2 separate regions of the Mus musculus genome follow, and region 2 is linked to region 1. The links are chromatin contacts, called in public Hi-C maps. All regions are on one chromosome and are shown on one strand. Each heading gives the region's core, a stretch centred on a gene start, on an enhancer-like site or on the middle of the called end of the contact. The rest is flanking DNA. Distances are from core to core; before and after follow the strand shown.

Region 1 (2,700 bases), core at 15-2,514:
AGATTTGATAGCTCTAAAACACACACACACACACACACACACACACACACACACACACACACACCCTCAACCACCCCTCTACATGAGCACATGCGTGGATGCACGAATGAACGTGTTCCTCCTCCCCCACACTCACACCCTTCCCTTCTTTCTGCACACCTCACCATGCCTCCAGGGCATTGTAGCAGATGGTGGTGCTGCCTATTCTGAGCTCACAGGGGAGAAGGGAGCCTAGAGATTGGAACCTATCTGCCTGAGCCAACTCTGTAGCACTAGCTACAGGCGATAGCCTTTCGATTTAGTTTCCGTGTGGTTGTCATACTGCCCACAGCATAGGTCTAATGAGGGGATGAGATACATAGAACCCACAAAGTGGCATGCACTTTCGAAAGTGTCAGTTAGATAAGCCATCACTGTGGTTGCTTCTTGGAGATTACTTATTTGGGTTAGTTAACCAAAGTTGGTAGAAACATTACCTGTATGTAAGGCTGTATTTTCTCCACCCAGGGAGTGTGTAGCCATATTGCCCCACATCTGGTACCCCACACCTGGGCACTTTCATGATCGCAAGTGTGTCTGAATCCAGTTTTCCAGTCACTGTCAATCCGAAAAATGCCTGCATTTCCCGAAGTTTTCCATCAAAGAGACTCCTGTTCTTGCTTTGGACAAAATGACTCCCTTCTATTTCAAGAGAGTAGAACTGGTTGAGATATGCCTGTCAGGAAAGATGTAAAGGACACAGACTACAGGAGAGCAAAGGTTTATGAGTGACTAGAATTAGCCAAATCACACACCCATACAACTAAGGGCAGCCACTTGGCTTATATTCTTACTGTTCCTTTCATCTTATGCTCTTGAAATTCTAGGAGACATCAGAGATGATGCTCTATTTTGCAAACTTATGCAATTTAACCTTAGAGTTAGACACATGGAAAGGACCTCATTCTTCTGAGATACTCTGAGACTCTGCAGGAATGTGCTGTCTTGGAAAGTCCCGAGAGAAGCTATAAAAGGCACATTTTATTGCTTGTTGCTTTTAGCATTCATTGAAATCCTACCTGGGCCAGTTGGTTGTTCTCCTCATTTTTGTCCTTCCTGTCTGGAGGAAATGCAGCGGAAAGTGTTATAAAATTAACCATCAGAGACAGAAGGCACTTCATTCCTGTCTCTTCAGTTAAAGCTTGTTTCTGTTTGTATGGCATTTAGAAAGTTGACAGTGAGACGTGGCATGAAGTAATCACTTAATTAATAACAGCAAAGCACATTGCCATGAAGTGTCTCATGACTTCGTTTTCCCCTTAGATAAACTTGAATTTTGCAACCACAGTTGGTGATTGCTTATCTAGCACATTGCTCACTTTTGAGCGCTGACAATAGCAAGGCCCCCAAGTTAGTCTTCTGGTCTCAAAACTGGTAGTTTTACTGGTAGTTTTGGTAGGTTGTTATGAATTTTGAAATAATTTACTTTGGCAGAAAACACTAGCATATCTTGGTAGTGTGATTGGAAGAGACAATGGAGTCGGATATTAGTTTAAGTACTGTGCTATGGTGCCTGGCTTCTATATGAGTTCTGCCTACTGAGCCACTTCCCAGCCTCTGTGTCTTTAATTGTTAGGAGTACTGGCTAGTTAAATATGAGTAATTGTTTGTTATTATTATTTATTTTAGTATTATATTTGAATGTTTTTTGTAATGTCTTTTTTATGGTAATGGTGTTAAACATTCTTTTTAAAAATTTATTTGTTTTTTATATCCTAACCAGTTTCTCATCCCTCCACTCCTCCAGTCCTCCCCCAACTTCTTTTTTCTCCTCCACATGTTAAACATTCTTATAGCAACTGTTTGCTTTTTTCTACCAGAATTGTCTCTGGTTTCTCAGAGTTTCTTGTTGGATGTCTGTTTATCACATTGCCAACTTTCAAATGTTTGTTAACTATGTTGTGCAATCTGCTTGGAACTTCTGGGACAGAAAGTTATCTGAGAAGCTGTTAGTACCCAAGGATGGGTGTGGGGAGTTGGAGACCTTTCTTACAGGAGGCAGGGTGTATTCCAGGCTTCTATGGTATGTGATGAGATTTAATTGAACACAATAGGAAAATGCACAATAGCAGATAGTTAATAAAACTCAAAGTGATATTTTGTTTGTGTAAGAGCAGCCGAGGTTTGGTCTGTGGCGTCTAGAGTGAATCACCTCTCTACATCAGGGGCTGTGTGGTTTCTCAAAAGATGGCTATTGAACCTACATTGCAGGTAGCATAAAACAAGGAAGGAAGAGAAATAAAGTTCTTAATATTCTTTGAGGAACCCCACCTGTCTTAGTCAGGGTTTCTATTCCTGCACAAACATCATGACCAAGAAGCAAGTTGGGGAGGAAAGGATTTATTCAGCTTACTCTTCCACATTGCTGTTCATCACTGAAGGAAGTTAGGACTGGAACTCAAGCAGGTCAGAAAGCAGGAGCTGATGCAGAGGCCATGGAGGGATGTTCTTTACTGGCTTGCTTCCCCTGGCTTGCTCAGCCTCCTCTCTTATAGAACCAAGACTACCAGCCCAGAGATGGTCCCACCCACAAGGGGGACCTTTCCCCTTGATCACTAATTGAGAAAATGCCTTACAGTTGGATCTCATGGAGGCATTTCCCCAACTGAAGCTCCTTTCTCTGTTATAACTCCAGCTGTGTCAAGTTGACACAAAACTAGC
Region 2 (2,758 bases), core at 76-2,575, 320 kb after region 1:
GTACTTTGTGACATACATCCTAGGTCAAGTATAGGAAACTACCATTTTCATGTGTATCAAATATGACCAATATTGGTAATTTCAAATAGTTTTAGATATCCAAAAAGCAAAAGAATTGTTCAGGTTTCCCACTTAAAAAAGAGAATGAAGAAAATAGAATAGTGTGTTCCCCTTAGGCCTTCCAGGATTTAAATTTACCTTGTTTCCCAATACCACAAACTCTCTCTAGTCTGTGCAGCACAAATACTATGAGAGTTGGTGGATTATCTAGACTTCACAAATTCCTTTCTGGGACTAAGGAGATGGTTCTAAGCACCATATCAAGGATCATGTTCCAGGGCACCTGACCCTCTCTTCTGGCTCCACAGGCACCTGCATTCATAAGGTGCACAAACAGAATGCATTCATTCTGGCAAGCACATATTCACATTATCATTAGAACCGTGAGACAGAGCCTTTCTTTATGGCATTTAAAAAATTGCTTTGTGATAAGCCAGATGTGGTAGCAACTCACAAAACTTTCAATGTAGAGGCAGAAAGATCTGGAATTCAAAGAGATCTTGAGGTACAGGGTGAGTTTGAGGCCAGCTTGTGCTACTAAAAGCTTGTCTCAAAAAATCATAACAAACAAACAAACAAACAAACAAAGTTACCTGGAGACCTAATATTGGGGACACTGGTTCAGCCAATCCATTCTAAAATGTGACACTACACAAAGGGGTGAAGTAGAGGGAGTCAGGGCATTCCAACTCAAACTCTGTCTCAAACTCTGTGGCAAAAAATGTATTATGTTTCAGTAACTGTGATATTTGTTTTTATGATAAAGCTTGATGAAGGTTCTCAGCTTTTATCCAGTCACCTTTGGGGATAAATCCATCTTGAATATATTTTGGAGGAATGCTAGTTTTCCCAGAAATCTGAAAACAAAATGTGCTTATTGCATAATTGAACAAAGGTGTCCAAACACTGAGTCTGGTTCTCCTCCTCCAAATTACAGACCATGAGAAGTGGTTTTCTGGCTTTCCAGTTCCTACTTCAGCATTTTGGGAAGTAAGACCACAGCCCTCCAGATTCACATTGTTGGGATTTCTTTTTCCCAGTAAGGATGTATGCAAATCATCTTTTCCTGTTGGTCTCTTTCTGACCTGTTCTCAGCTCACACACTTAGTTAACAGGAAATTATTTTTTAAATGCCTTTGCACTAGGTCATGAGAAAACTGGGTTAAAACCCTTTCTATAGTTCATATTTTTAGTGGCCCTGGAGCTGCAAGGAAGCTGGCTATGAAAAAGCAATCCCAGCACTTTTCAGATCCTCTAAGAAGGAAAATAGAACTAGAAAAGTGAGCTCTGTTCCAGAAAAGCAAAACAGAACCAGGACCGCATGAAGACAGCTCTGTTCCGATGAGCTCATCCAGAAGGAAGTAATGGAGAACCTAGTTCTCAGAGAAGGCTTGAGAACGCTTGGGAGCTGCTTCCTGTGTTCTTGGGAGTGTCTGACAGTGTGTGTGAGCTTATTTTAATAATTATCCAAAAGCAACCAAACATTGATATATCTTAGCTCATTTGGATTCCTCCTTATAAACAAGAAGTAGGTCATAAACTGGGGCCCACGTTCACTACTGCACTTAAAAGTTACTGAGAATAAAGCTGGGCATGGTGGCAATCCCAGCACTCGGGAGGCAGAGGCAGGCGGATTTCTGAGTTCGAGGCCAGCCTGGTCTACAAAGTGAGTTCCAGGACAGTCAGGGCTACACAGAGAAACCCTGTCTCGAAAAAACAAAAACAAAAAAACAACAAAAAATAAGTTACTGAGAATAAAGAAGAACTGACTTTGCCAAGTAAAAATCAAGCAATGTTATAATTGTTGCATGAATTGTCTGCTGCAGAAAAAAGGGATAGAGCTGCATTGAAACCCACACATTCTTGAGTAGCTTTAGGAGCACATGCACAGTGGGACCTGGGACTCAGTTGTAGCAAGGCTGAACTAGTCTAGTTCACACAGTATCATTCCCTTTAACTTTGGATTTAGCATATTGAATTCATGCCTTCTGTAGTGTGTTTTGCCTTGATTGTACAAAAGCTTACAGGAAATGGGTGATATTTTGTACACAAATAATGATACTCGTTTACTAGGGTCACTACAACAATGTATCACAAGCTATGTATCATTAAAAAAATGTACTGATGTGCCTGGAGAGATGGCCTAGTGGTTAGGAGTACTCCTTGCTCTTGCATAGGACTCTAGTTTGACTTCTGCCACCCATATGGTGGCTTACAAACATCCATAATTCCAGTTTTAGGAGATTCAAAGCCCACTTCTTGTTTCCATGGGTGCCAGGCATACATATGGCACACATGCATACAGGCATGCATACATACATGTCTGATTGTTAAAAGATCAATTTATCAATAAGACCATAGACTCTTTGAAAAGCTGGAAGGATCACTAGATTTTTCTCTTAGATTTTATAGTTCCTAGGTTTGTGGTCCCACAATTCTTATCTTACATGGCACACTCTCAGTTTGTTTCTATAAAGCTACTGGTCATCTACCCTTCTCCAGAGAGTAAAAAACACTACAGACTTTTTAAATGAGCACTCAGACTGAAACTGTGCACAACGAATGATGTTTAGTTTACAGTGTGCAAACACAATGATAACAGAAGCAATGCAACACCACTTTTAAACAGCCTTTAAAAATTGAGGTGTATTCATATGTAATAAATTTTATAATTTTTTATGTTTTAAGTCTGTTTTAT

The links. A called contact is a pair of places that touch in the nucleus more often than the background predicts.
Region 2: a Hi-C map of bone marrow-derived macrophages shows a contact between it and region 1, with 17 read pairs. The contact joins the enhancer-like site here to the promoter of Mmp27 in region 1. A contact is called at or near these places in 21 of 39 promoter capture datasets (the 3T3-L1 cell line, 3T3-L1-derived adipocytes, the C10 cell line and 12 more), 2 of 15 datasets of contacts at CTCF or cohesin (CD8 T cells and large pre-B cells), 2 of 484 Hi-C or Micro-C datasets (Th2 cells and bone marrow-derived macrophages), 3 of 115 datasets of contacts at active chromatin or transcription factors (the 230-238 cell line, CD8 T cells and bone marrow-derived dendritic cells) and 3 of 9 other capture datasets (adipose tissue, macrophages and pancreatic islet).

Annotation. Positions count from the first base shown.
Region 1 is chr9:7,569,960-7,572,659 of GRCm38.p6, reverse strand. Mmp27 (matrix metallopeptidase 27) reads right to left here and starts at 1,264. Exons shown (of 10, transcript NM_001310717.1): 1 at 1,059-1,264; 2 at 477-715. The coding sequence starts at 1,202. All of the region lies in intron 2 of Gm31751 (a long non-coding RNA gene), which reads left to right.
Region 2 is chr9:7,249,413-7,252,170 of GRCm38.p6, reverse strand. No RefSeq gene overlaps it. Among named protein-coding and RNA genes, the nearest start is that of Gm31639, 4.8 kb to the left of the region's middle. Within about 2 kb of position 1,325, at least 15 of the 459 cell types and tissues checked have an H3K27ac peak or open chromatin away from gene starts, as enhancers often do. A contact at or near this core is called in adipose tissue and bone marrow-derived macrophages, where this site is marked.